2 separate regions of the Hordeum vulgare genome follow, and region 1 is linked to region 2. A link is a contact called in public Hi-C data. All regions are on one chromosome and are shown on one strand. Each heading gives the region's core, a stretch centred on a gene start, on an enhancer-like site or on the middle of the called end of the contact. The rest is flanking DNA. Distances are from core to core; before and after follow the strand shown. Region 1 holds the start of LOC123411306 (cytokinin dehydrogenase 11). Region 2 has its middle 28 kb from the start of LOC123412607.

Evidence for each region. A called contact is a pair of places that touch in the nucleus more often than the background predicts.
Region 1: a contact with region 2 is called in a Hi-C map of leaf, with 5 times the contacts expected there. The contact joins the promoter of LOC123411306 here to the enhancer-like site in region 2. A contact is called at or near these places in 5 of 6 Hi-C or Micro-C datasets (leaf, seedling and an unstated tissue).

What each region holds. Positions count from the first base shown.
Region 1 is chr7H:619,996,225-620,002,057 of MorexV3_pseudomolecules_assembly, reverse strand. It overlaps LOC123411306 (cytokinin dehydrogenase 11), which reads left to right and starts at 3,759. Exons shown (of 4, transcript XM_045104239.1): 1 at 3,759-4,627; 2 at 4,704-4,982; 3 at 5,352-5,614. The coding sequence starts at 3,962.
Region 2 is chr7H:619,877,679-619,883,485 of MorexV3_pseudomolecules_assembly, reverse strand. No RefSeq gene overlaps it. Among protein-coding and RNA genes, the nearest start is that of LOC123412607, 28 kb to the right of the region's middle. Within about 2 kb of position 4,050, at least 1 of the 3 cell types and tissues checked has open chromatin away from gene starts, as enhancers often do. A contact at or near this core is called in leaf, where this site is marked.

The DNA.
Region 1 (5,833 bases), core at 2,510-5,009, 120 kb before region 2:
TCCGTCTTTTTTGTCTTCCTTCGTTTACTAATACAAATTTCCATCTGTTGTAGGATGGAATATTACCTGTGAAATGTGATATTTCAAGTGTATACTGGAGCAGTTTTCCTTCGTTTCGAAGAATCTTCATTTTGTAAAACTTTTTGTTGCACCAGACGATTTTCAAAACTTGGTAGAAATAGTTTTGGCTGAAACATTTAAGATATACTAAGTGTTTGTAATCATGGATGAACTGTTGTTTTACCTTTCAGTATTTATCTAAGTTAAATTGGCTTGCATATTATCCACTGCCAGCTCACTTATCCAATGTCTTCTTTTCTTCTATAAAAAAAACACAACCACGCACACGCTTAACAACGGGCACGGCGTGCCGCTGTGCTTCCGCCCGCTAGTATTTCAATAATTTCTTCAGAGCTAAACTTGGCTCTATTTCCTTCTCAATGTAAACTATAGTACAATGACGAAGAAAATCATCTCCCAATTTACTTCAAAGACGTGTCTTGACAAGTTTCATTGCCAAAAAGGCTCGCTCTGCTGTTGCAGTTGACACCGGAAGATTTATTACTAATCGTAACAACCTCTCAACAATAGGATAGTCACAGGACTTGCCAGTCTTAATTATTCCTTTTGTCATATTAGCAAGTGATTTGCAATTTTTGATCTCAGGATGGTTCAATATATCAAGATGGAAATGTGGTAATTCACACTCTAGTCGATCTCTTTCTTGACTAGAAAAATCAGGAGGATAGAATTTTTCCACTAGAGTGCATATCTTGGACTTGTCGAAGGCGTCATGTCTACGGTCCAATGATGAACAATGATCTAGAAGCTCTGTAACTTGAGAACTGAATTGTTCATTCAACTCTATCACTTGTTGATCTATTGCAACATTAAACACGTCTACTTTGTAATGATGGATAACGGTGGTGTTGTGTCATGCTTATTTCAAAATTTGTTACATCAACATACCTATAATTGCAATATATAAGAAAAAAACATGAATTAATTGCATGATTTAGACAATGATGAGTAAGTTTGTAGGTGAGTAAATCTCTACATTGTAATTTAATGAAGATATGGAGATAGGTAAAGAGACATACCTTTGATCCATGTCGGGGATGTCAATCTCATGTTTCACACAAAATGATTTAACATCTTCAAAAAGACTTTAGAAACACAATCCAATGCATTAGCAATATCCAAACTTTTATATTGAAGTTTGACACACAAGACATCCGCGATTTTCATAATTTTTTCCATTAGGTGCAGAGTGAAGACAAAACCAAAGGTGTTTAATATCTTCAAGGCACCTCCAGCGTCCCCTCTTGAATTCCTTGTAGTCGAGCGATCAGTTGCTACACTTCTTAGAACTGAAACAATTAGAGAAAACATGTTATCCAAACTCTTGATTGACTTTTAGTGCGAACTCCATCTCATGTCCCCGATCTTTGGTAAAGATCCTATTTGATTAGCTCCTCTTCCGGTGTCAAGCTCTCCTAATTCAATCTCTCTTGCAATCTCAGTTGCCTGGTTCTCTAGTAACTCATCATTCCGTTTGGGAGATGGACTAACCATATTTACAACAAAGTTTGCATGCTAGAAAAAAATATGAACCACATTTACCTCCCTTGAAGCGGCAACCAAAGCCAGTTGGAGTTGATGAGCTAGACAATGGATATAATGAGCATAATGACACTCTTGAAGAATTAGAGCATTTAGCGCATTCCACTCCCGTCTCATGTTGTTTGCTCCATCGTACCCTTCGCTTCTAATATCTTGCACATTCAACCCATTATCAGCTAGGATAGCAATGATTTTATTCTTGAGAGTCAAAGCACAAGTGTCATTCACATGAATAAGATCAAGAAAACGCTCCCTTATCAATCCTTCTATTTTCACAAACCGAAGAACTACTCCCATCAGCTCTTTTTTAGATCCATCCCGACATTTATCAACCAATATTGCAAATTTGCTATTACCCATTTCTTCTTTAATTCTGGTTTGCACTTTTCGTGAAATTATACCAACAATTTCCTTCTGAATAGTTGATGAGGTGTACTTTGCATTTTAGTATCATTTTGTACTACCTGTACATCCTTATTATAATAAGTCAAAAGCTTAATCATTTTCTTAAAGTTACCTTGATTCTTGAAATCCTCAGATTCATCATTGCCTCTAAACGGACATGCTTGAAACACTAACCACCTAATGCAATCAATACAAAATAATTAATAGATACAATGTATTAAGAAAATTGTTTTAAATTAAATGTTTATTGCTTACCTCATGGCATCAATAGAAGTTTTAAGCCTCAACCTTGGATCAAGAACCATTTTTTTAGTTTGATTTTTAATCACTGTGTCAATATGAGTTGGATTCCTTTTCAGGTTTTATAACACCGAACTGTAAAATTGTGAGCCGAGCTGGGAGTAGTGCCCATATGTTTGAGAAAAGCACATTCTTTTTTTTATTGTTAACCTTCTTCCATTTATCAAATCCTTTGACAATAAATGTGTCTGAACCACACTTCCCAACCGGTTTCTTGAAAAAGAGAAAACATGGTAAGCAATAGGCACATTTTGTATCAGTTTAATATTTCAACCATCAAAAGTTTGTGTATCAATCTTTTTGGAATCGCCGACAAACAACTTGTTTCACTATATTCAAAAATTTCTCAATGTTGGTTGATAGGCCCCCTCAAATACATAAAAACGCCTAGCATCATCTTGCTTTTTTCGGAGAGAGTTGCCAAATTTGAGGGAGTCTCCCTCGATCTCGATCGTATTTTGTGGTTATAACTGTTGCTTCTTTTGTAACTTCTCGCACATCTTGACTAGTTTGAGCATCATCTTCAACATGACTAGGGTGATTCTCTTCGCTAGGTTGCACATTATTTGTATTAGCGTCACGTTCACATGGATGACTGCCTGAACCAATTGGCTTGAAAAAAGTACACATTGATTGAGTTCTCTTTATCTTCATGCCTACACGAATGAAATTGGACAAACAAAGAAATTCTAATTACCTTTTAGTATATATACTCCTACAATTAAATTCTAAGGCAGATATTAATCTAGTGTTAGAAAAATGATCTTTTTCAAGTTTGATTGCTCAGATATATCCATGTGGGTGTGGCTGGCCGAAATACGTCGTGCCGCAGGCCTATGGATCAACATGATTGTGAGTCTGGCTGTCGGAGTCTCTGGGACGGTGGATGAAGGCCCTTTCTTCTTAACAGATGAAGAGATTATACTAGAAGGTCGGTGGCGGCACCAAGTAGTTTTTCAGATCGTTGATTGAAAACAAGCAAAAGAGAGAAACCTAATACTCCAGCTGATATGCGTCGCCGCCTTTGCCAGTGCATAAATAGTGTCGTGCGTACCGCTGCTAATGCCAAGTCCAACTCCTTGTCTCACATCAATGGTGGGCTGTATTTCTTTTTTCCGTTTTGCTGATATATTTAGCCCTTTGAACTTTGATGTCGTACGTACCAGTATGGGAGGGGGAAAGATAGCTACATAATGCATGTGTACAAAGAAAAGTACCGCTCCTAACTACTCCCTCGTTCTTAAATATAAGTCTTTCTAGATGTTTTATTAAGGGATTATATACGGATGTATATAGACATGTTTTAAACCATATATTCATTCATTTTGCTTCGTAATCCGTTAGTGAAATCTCTAAAAGGACTTAGGAACGGAGTGAGTAATCGATACTACTCCAGCGTTTAAGTTCAAACTTCCAACTTAACTAGAATTTCTTGCTCTGAAAGGTGTGTGATGGCTATCGACGTCCGCGTGTCCTCTCGATATAAACCCCTCGACCCACACGACCGCAACACAGCCGGAGACAGAGCGCGAGTGACATCACAAAACAGAGAGCTCTGCTCTGCTCTGCTCTCCTCAGCTCAGCTACACAAACTCATCACAGACACAGCGAGAAGAGAAGCTGCTTGCCCAAGATGATGCTCGCGTACATGGACCGCGCCGCCGCCGCCGCCACAGAGCGGGACGCTCTCGAGCTGACCGTGGTCACCGCCGACGCGGCCGAGTGCGCGGCGGCGAAGGACTTCGGCGGCCTCGTGAGCGCGCGCCCCGCGGCCGTCGTCCGGCCGGCCAGCGCCGACGACGTGGCCAGCGCCATCCGCGCGGCCGCGCGCACGACGCACCTGACCGTGGCCGCCCGCGGCAACGGCCACTCGGTGGCCGGCCAGGCCATGTCCGACGGCGGCCTCGTCCTCGACATGCGCGCCCGGCGCCTGCAGATGAAGCTCGTGTCGCCTGGAGGCGGTGGGGCGGCCTTCGCCGACGTCCCCGGCGGCGCGCTCTGGGAGGAGGTCCTCCACTGGGCCGTCTCGAACCACGGCCTCGCCCCCGCCTCCTGGACGGACTACCTCCGGCTCACCGTCGGCGGCACGCTCTCCAACGGCGGCGTGAGCGGGCAGTCCTTCCGGTACGGCCCGCAGGTGTCCAACGTGGTGGAGCTGGAGGTGGTGACCGGCGAAGGCGAGTGCCGCGTCTGCTCCCCCTCCTCCCACCCCGACCTCTTCTTCGCCGTCCTCGGCGGCCTCGGCCAGTTCGGCGTTATCACCCGCGCCCGCATCCCGCTCTCCCCGGCGCCACGGACGGTACTACCTCCCACCACTCCTCATCCTCATCCTCACCGTCATCGTCCAACGGTGCACGCTAACCGGGTGACTGCAGGTGAGGTGGGCGCGCGTGGTGTACGCGAGCTTCGCGGAGTACGCGGCGGACGCGGAGTGGCTGGTGACGCGGCCGTCGGAGTCGGCGTTCGACTACGTGGAGGGGTTCGCGTTCGTGCGCAGCGACGACCCGGTGAACGGCTGGCCGTCGGTGCCCATCCCCGCCGGCGCGCGCTTCGACCCGTCGCTGCTCCCCGCCGGCGAGCCCGGCCCGCTGCTCTACTGCCTGGAGGTGGCCCTGTACCAGCACCAGCAGCAGCAGCCGGACGACGTGGACGAGGTAGGCCTCGGACGGGCGCTGTACTTGCGTGCGGGGATGTCGTCGTCCTCCACCCTCCGCTGGATTCTCTGCCCCCAACCGCGCATGCCGCCAAGCTCACCACGGCCCCCACCCCACCCACGCCCACGTACACCGGTCGATCTCGCTCGCGTGCGTACAATGCGGGCCGAGCCCCACCTCGCCTCACTCACGTCTCCTTTGTCCCCATGGCACAGCTCAGCTAACGCGCTAGGCCGGCATGTGACGACGTGACACGATAGCGTCCGTCGTCGTCGTCGTATGCTCTGCTCTGCTGCCAGACCCATTGAGATATTGATTCGCATGCCCGTGCTCATGTTTGTTTGTGTGTGTGTGTGTGTGTGTGTGCAGAGGATGGGGGAGATGATGCGGCGGCTCAAGTACGTGCGGGGGCTGGAGTACGCGGCGGACGTCGGGTACGTGGAGTTCCTGTCGCGCGTGAACCGGGTGGAGGAGGAGGCGCGCCGGAGCGGCAGCTGGGACGCGCCGCACCCGTGGCTCAACCTCTTCGTCTCCGCGCGCGACATCGCCGACTTCGACCGCGCCGTGCTCGCCGGCATGCTCGCCGACGGCATCGACGGGCCCATGCTCATCTACCCCATGCTCAAGAGCAAGTGAGTACTACTCGTACAAACACAACCGATGACGCACCACCTCTCCTCTCCTCTCCTCTTCTTGGACCGCCTCCGTGCGCCGCCCGGTGGCATGCCATTTTGCACGCACGCGCATGTGAGCGGCGAGCAGACGGCAGCGATTATAATAAGGAGAGAATTCCTTATTTGGCCCTTTCTTAAATTCTTCTTCCCTATTTGGCCCTAAATATTATTTTTTTC
Region 2 (5,807 bases), core at 2,801-5,300:
TGTGTTCATCATTCCCAAGGGCGCGTGAGAGCTCGTCGTTCTCTCCGTCGGGAATGAACCATCCCTCTTCAACATCCTTTACTGCACTTCTAATTTTCTCAATGGGTAGTGGGGTATTATCTTTGTGTCTTTGGTTATATATTGCCTTCCCTTCTGCGTCCAACATGCCCCCATGCCCGTAAAACCAGTTTCTTGACCGTTCGATCCATGTTAAGGGCTCTGGAGTGATATTGGTAGCCATAAATGGTGCCTCAAGTGCTTCCCACTTAGCCATGTTACCGGCATAGCTAGCAGGCCCCATAACATGGTGGTACTTCTTCATACGTGCATTCCTCTAATTTGTTGCAGACTTTTTCAAGGCGTCCTCTGATTTCTTGTACGCCACAAATTCGGTCCAGTAGTCAAAATCTTCTCATAGCCGTTATCAAAATATGAAGTCTTATCTTGCAAGATAAATTCCTGGTGCAATCTTTTCTTCCAGCCCCTGAATAGATCGACCATCTTCTTATGAGCCCACTCCTTAACCTTTTTATCTAGGGTCTCTTTTGGCCTCTTCATTTCCTTCTGATTTGACTCCTCCTCATCTGAATCCACCTCTGGCACCGGCAGGGTGAAATAAAGCATGAGCTTTCTTCAAAGGTTTTCTTTGGCTACTGTGCCGACATATGAGACTCCTTCCTCTCTTGGCTTAATCCATTCTCGAGTGGTGATAGGGATGTGGTCTCTAATAACAACTCTGCATGCCTTCACAAACTTCTGCTTTACATCTGTGGGAGCAATTGGTTGCCCGACATTTGAGACTATTTCGATCTTGTACCTCTCCCCGTCATCCATCTTCTTGGTTGGGCCTCGTTTCGTCCGTACTGAAGTTTTGCTCGATCTGGAGGGCTAAAGGAAAGAGCGTTAATATATGTATATAGACAACAGAGGATTAATTTATATATATATATATATATATATATATATATATATATATATATATATGCACCTCGACGGAGCCGTCAGCTTCTCCCTCGTCGGCTTCTTCCCCATTGGAGCCGTTGAGTCCTCCCTTGCCCGAGGCGTGGGCGTCTACCACACCAGAGCTTCTACCTCCTGTGTTGAGAGGCTCATATCCCTCGCCGGAATCATCTTGCTTGATTATTATTTGATTGAATTATATTCTTGCAAAGTGCATGAGGCAGAAACAAGGGACTAATTTATGCGTATATTACGTTTGTGAGAACATTTGCATTGCGATCGAAAGCAGACGGTTTAGTGACTAATGACGTCACGTATGTAAACACTATTTACAATTCTTTTATGATGATATAATATATACATATAACCTAATATATTTATATTAGTCTCCTTTTTTTAAATATTGATGAACTGCGGAAGAAGCTCCTACCAAAGAACCGCATACGAACAATTCAAGAGAAAATTGCGGGATCTTTGCTTAATGAGCTCATACCTAGAGGCGGAGAATACCATTACATGTAATAATCTCCAAATTTAGTATAAGTGAAATTTTATATGTACCAAATTGTATATACATATATGTATGGTCATACGAGAAATTATATTATGCATCAACGTGTATAGTATGTAATAGCGTAAAATATGTTTAAAATAAAAATAACTGAATGGAAAACACAAAATGACAAAAGAAAATAAACTATAAACCTAAAATCCTAAACCCCAATAAAAGAAACACAAACTCTTTAGTCCCGGTTGGTGACACCAATCAGGACTAAAGGTCCTCCGCCCCCGCCGCACGCGCGCTGCCACGTGGAGGGACTTTAATCCTGAGGTGTGGCCAACCGGGACGAAAGGGTTGGACCCTTTGATCCCCATCCTTTAGTCTCGGTTGGCGAACCTGGACTAAAAGACCTTCCCAACCGAAACTAAACGTCCATTCTTCAAGGGTATGTAGATACACTCCCCCTCTCGTAGATGTTAATCTTCATAAATTGATCTTGATGAGCCGTAGAAATTGTTTTGTTTATCATGCGACTTTCCCCAACATGAAGAGGTAGCTTTTGAGTGCTTATGAATTTGAGGACTAGAGTTTGATGTATGTGGATGCAACACAAAATTTGAGGGTTGACTAGGCCATCTCCATTGATGCGTGTGCAGGTGTATATGGACCGAATTTGGTGTATGCGGTTGTGGTTGTAGATTGCATTTACAGCCGGACCACTTAAACTCGTCTCAAATGTCCGGACAGACCGTTCGATCACTGACCGGTCACAAAAAAAATGACCGAGTCGGACCCCCCAAACGGATCTCAAACGTCCAGACTGACCAACACCTCTTATATCCATTTCAGGGGTGGATATGGAGGAGTCTGAGCACGCCCGGACACGCCTGTCAGGCCCACACTGGCCCACGCTGGCCCGCATCGATCCCAAATATATTTGTCCCCATCTGCTCACAAGACCAAACCCTAGCCACTTCACTCCACTCCACTCCCCTTCACTCCCATTCGCCACCAAAGCTCCCCTTCGGCGATCTATGGCCTTCTCCGGCATGGCGTGCAGCGGATCCGAGTCCTTCACCTCGAGATACGTCAGTCACAAGCTCATCCCACACGATCCCGAGGAGGAGATGGCTATCCGTCTTGCGCTCCGCCGCTCCCGGGAGGCGGCCTCCCTTCGGCTGTGCGGGGACTCGCAACGTTTGGAATCCATTTGCGTCGGCTCAGCCGATGCCTCACCGGAGGCGGTGTGGTCTGTCTGGCGTTCGAACACCTAGGAGGACGGGCACCACTTCTGTTGGCATGCCGAGATGCACCTTGGGCGTCCTCACACGCTAACATGGCGAGGTGTGCCCGTCGTGCGAGGCAGCGGGTGCGGGAGGCGGCATGGTCCCTAGCGGCGGTGGACGTTGGAGATGTGGAGTCGCGCTCTCACGCACCCCGTATAATGCACGGGTGCGGGCGCCGCAACGGCGGCGTGGTCGACATCATCGACCTGACGTCCATCGACACCGTCCGGGTCACGGGCTCCGACGAGGAACAATAGAGCATGAGAGACCGCAGGAGCTGGACTTCCGTAAGCCGGCTAGTGTCCCATGTCCTACTCTACCTCGCCCGTGACCGTACCAACACTCCAAGGAGCGCAGCCGGCCGCCGGACATGAACACAACATAGTCGGACGAGCTCCGTTTAGTATTAGGTTTATGTTGGATGTAATAATATGGATTTGAGGTTTCTAATTTAAGGTGTTCAGTCATAGAATGCATTATCTAAGACGCGACCTGTCATTGTCCGCTGGCTCGTCCCCTAACATTTGAGGGACTGAATTTGCAAGTTGAGGCTGTAGATGCGCTTATATTTTAGGAATGAGGGAGTACTGGCCCGATACCCCTCTCGCCACAAAACGACACAGATCACGGAGAAGAGCCAGTTGCGAAATCACCAAGCATAGATCTTTTTGTACCAGTTCTGGCCCTTTCCTTCCCTTCTTTCTTATCGCGTGTTTGGTGGGAATCTGTTTGGTGCATGTCCTCACATTGGCAACTCTGTTAGGTTCTCATCTGATGGCGGTGCAATGGCCAAGGCTGCATGCGTACGTGTCGTGCGTGCAGTCCTTCAGTTGCTGGGAGAGAGCTTCAGCATGAAGCTACCATCTATCAATCTCTGCTCTCTAGAGAACATTTGAACACATGCGGACACAACATCTGCTATCCCTCTCATGGGGTTAAAAGAAAGATTGTTGAACCATCGCCTCTTGACCACAAGATATAGATACTAATTCGATCCTCTTAAACAACGGTTATGGATAACATCAAAAGGAGATTAGCCTGACATGCACATAAAGTATTACTATAAAACACCAAATTATCAACTCCAGGTTAATTATAGTTAGGTCGTTTTCTTCAGGATTTGAAAGGGTTTTCATCCCCCCTAGTAGCAACTAGCACAAAGTTGTCGAGGAATTTTTTTACTACCTGGCATGTGAACCGAGTAGCTAGTGGGAATATTTGGACCACATGATCACAAAGGTACACTTTCACTAGTAGCAGTTCTACCTCCATCACATCAATCAACTGTTAACACTCGTTCGATCGATAAGCATGGAAGCATTGCCTTGGCCCCTACAAAGATTAGTCTCACCTTGAGAGCCCTGAGTTCAGTGACAGGGACAAAAGGGAGATTGATCATGACTTCCCTCCCCATTTTTATTCTGTTTTTCTCCTATAGTGTCACTCATAATTGGTGCACATGTTTTTTCCAACACAAAATAAAATTTAAAAGCGCCTCAAATACCATTTCTTTGTAATAAAAAGTGCCACATCTTCTGGTGGAAATTTGTGACCCTGTTTGCTTCTACTCATCACCTAGGACTAGCCACCTTTTTAGCAATGACAATGTAATCATGCAAGAATCATGCATGCATATATGCCCAGTAGTATGACACGAACACGCACAAGTTGACTTAGGACAAGACCACTAAGGCCACGCATAATTTGGCACCTACAGTCCTACGTGAAGGGGGGCAGAGGTCCTCTTTTTCTTGAGTTGACCACTGCTCTAGTGCGCTTGGGCATTGCATAAAGAATAATTCTGGCAGCGGCAATATCCGGGAAATAGTCTCAGGATTTTTGCAAGAAAACTTTTTTCGTTTTCATGAGAATATCAAAGCGCCTTGTCGTTTTGTCCATGGGCTAACTTAGCTAGCTCATTAGTGGGACGTGGAAAGCAGATGTGCTACTCATCGTGGACAGACGGATTAGACGTGTGGGTTCCAATTTGGTTCATGATTCACCACACTGAGCTTTCTCCGTGAAAGGTAGAGGAAGAGGTTCATCATGAATCCTCAACTCTAGCGTTTGTTCCCACTAAACCGTCAAATGCAAAACCATGTACTCTGGTTTAAGGTTTTGAATTTCAGTTCTACAAGAATTTTAGTAGCAACCGAAATCACCAAAATTCAGTGAATTTCATTGCATTTCGGCCAAAAACCGAAACATTCACTTGAATTTAACCAAATATTTGAGAATCTTTAAATATATTAAAAAATATGTGTATTCCAATGTACTACTGAATTTGCTGAAGTGTTTTTTTGCCGAAAGATATTTCAGAGCCTACTAAAATTCAGTGAGTTTCAAGGAAATAGCACTGAAATTGAAAACAGTGCTATGATTTCGATCTTTGTTTAAATGTTTTTTCTAAACTTAGAACGGTGGGCTAGTTGATTTATGCGTAAGTTGTTAAATTTTGCTACACAAGACTTAAAGAGAACAGGAAGTGAGTGCCGGATGTGCAAAACCAAGTTTCCGAATCATGGCGCAGGTATGTGGCCCAATAGTCTTTCAATTACTTTCCAAACCAGGAAGAGTTCGATCATGAAACCTCAACTATAGCACTTGCTCCAACTAAATTGGTAAATGTAAAATCATATACTTTGATCCTGATCTTTGTTTGACCGTTTGTGCTAAACACTAGTTCAGTTATGGGTGGAGGTTATGATCAATTCTAGGGTTTTCAATAGAAACTAAAATAACATGGGGGTAGAGAATGCTATATATAAACGAGAGTACATACCAACTCACAAAATAAAATAAAATGACACACAAAAATAGTTCATGAACTTTCGTGCAGGGACAACTGGCAGTAAGACGTGCTTGGATAAATTCTTGCAAGCTAACATTCCACACCAATCCGCTAGTCAATGAATTACATTTCCTCGACACTAAGGACTGAAAAACTAATGTATGTCCATATTACAAACATATTGAAGTCATACAAACATATGTCCACAGTTACATCTGGGTTCCATTTGCATTCTTTATAACAATGATTATTTTTTGGAAACTGCAAT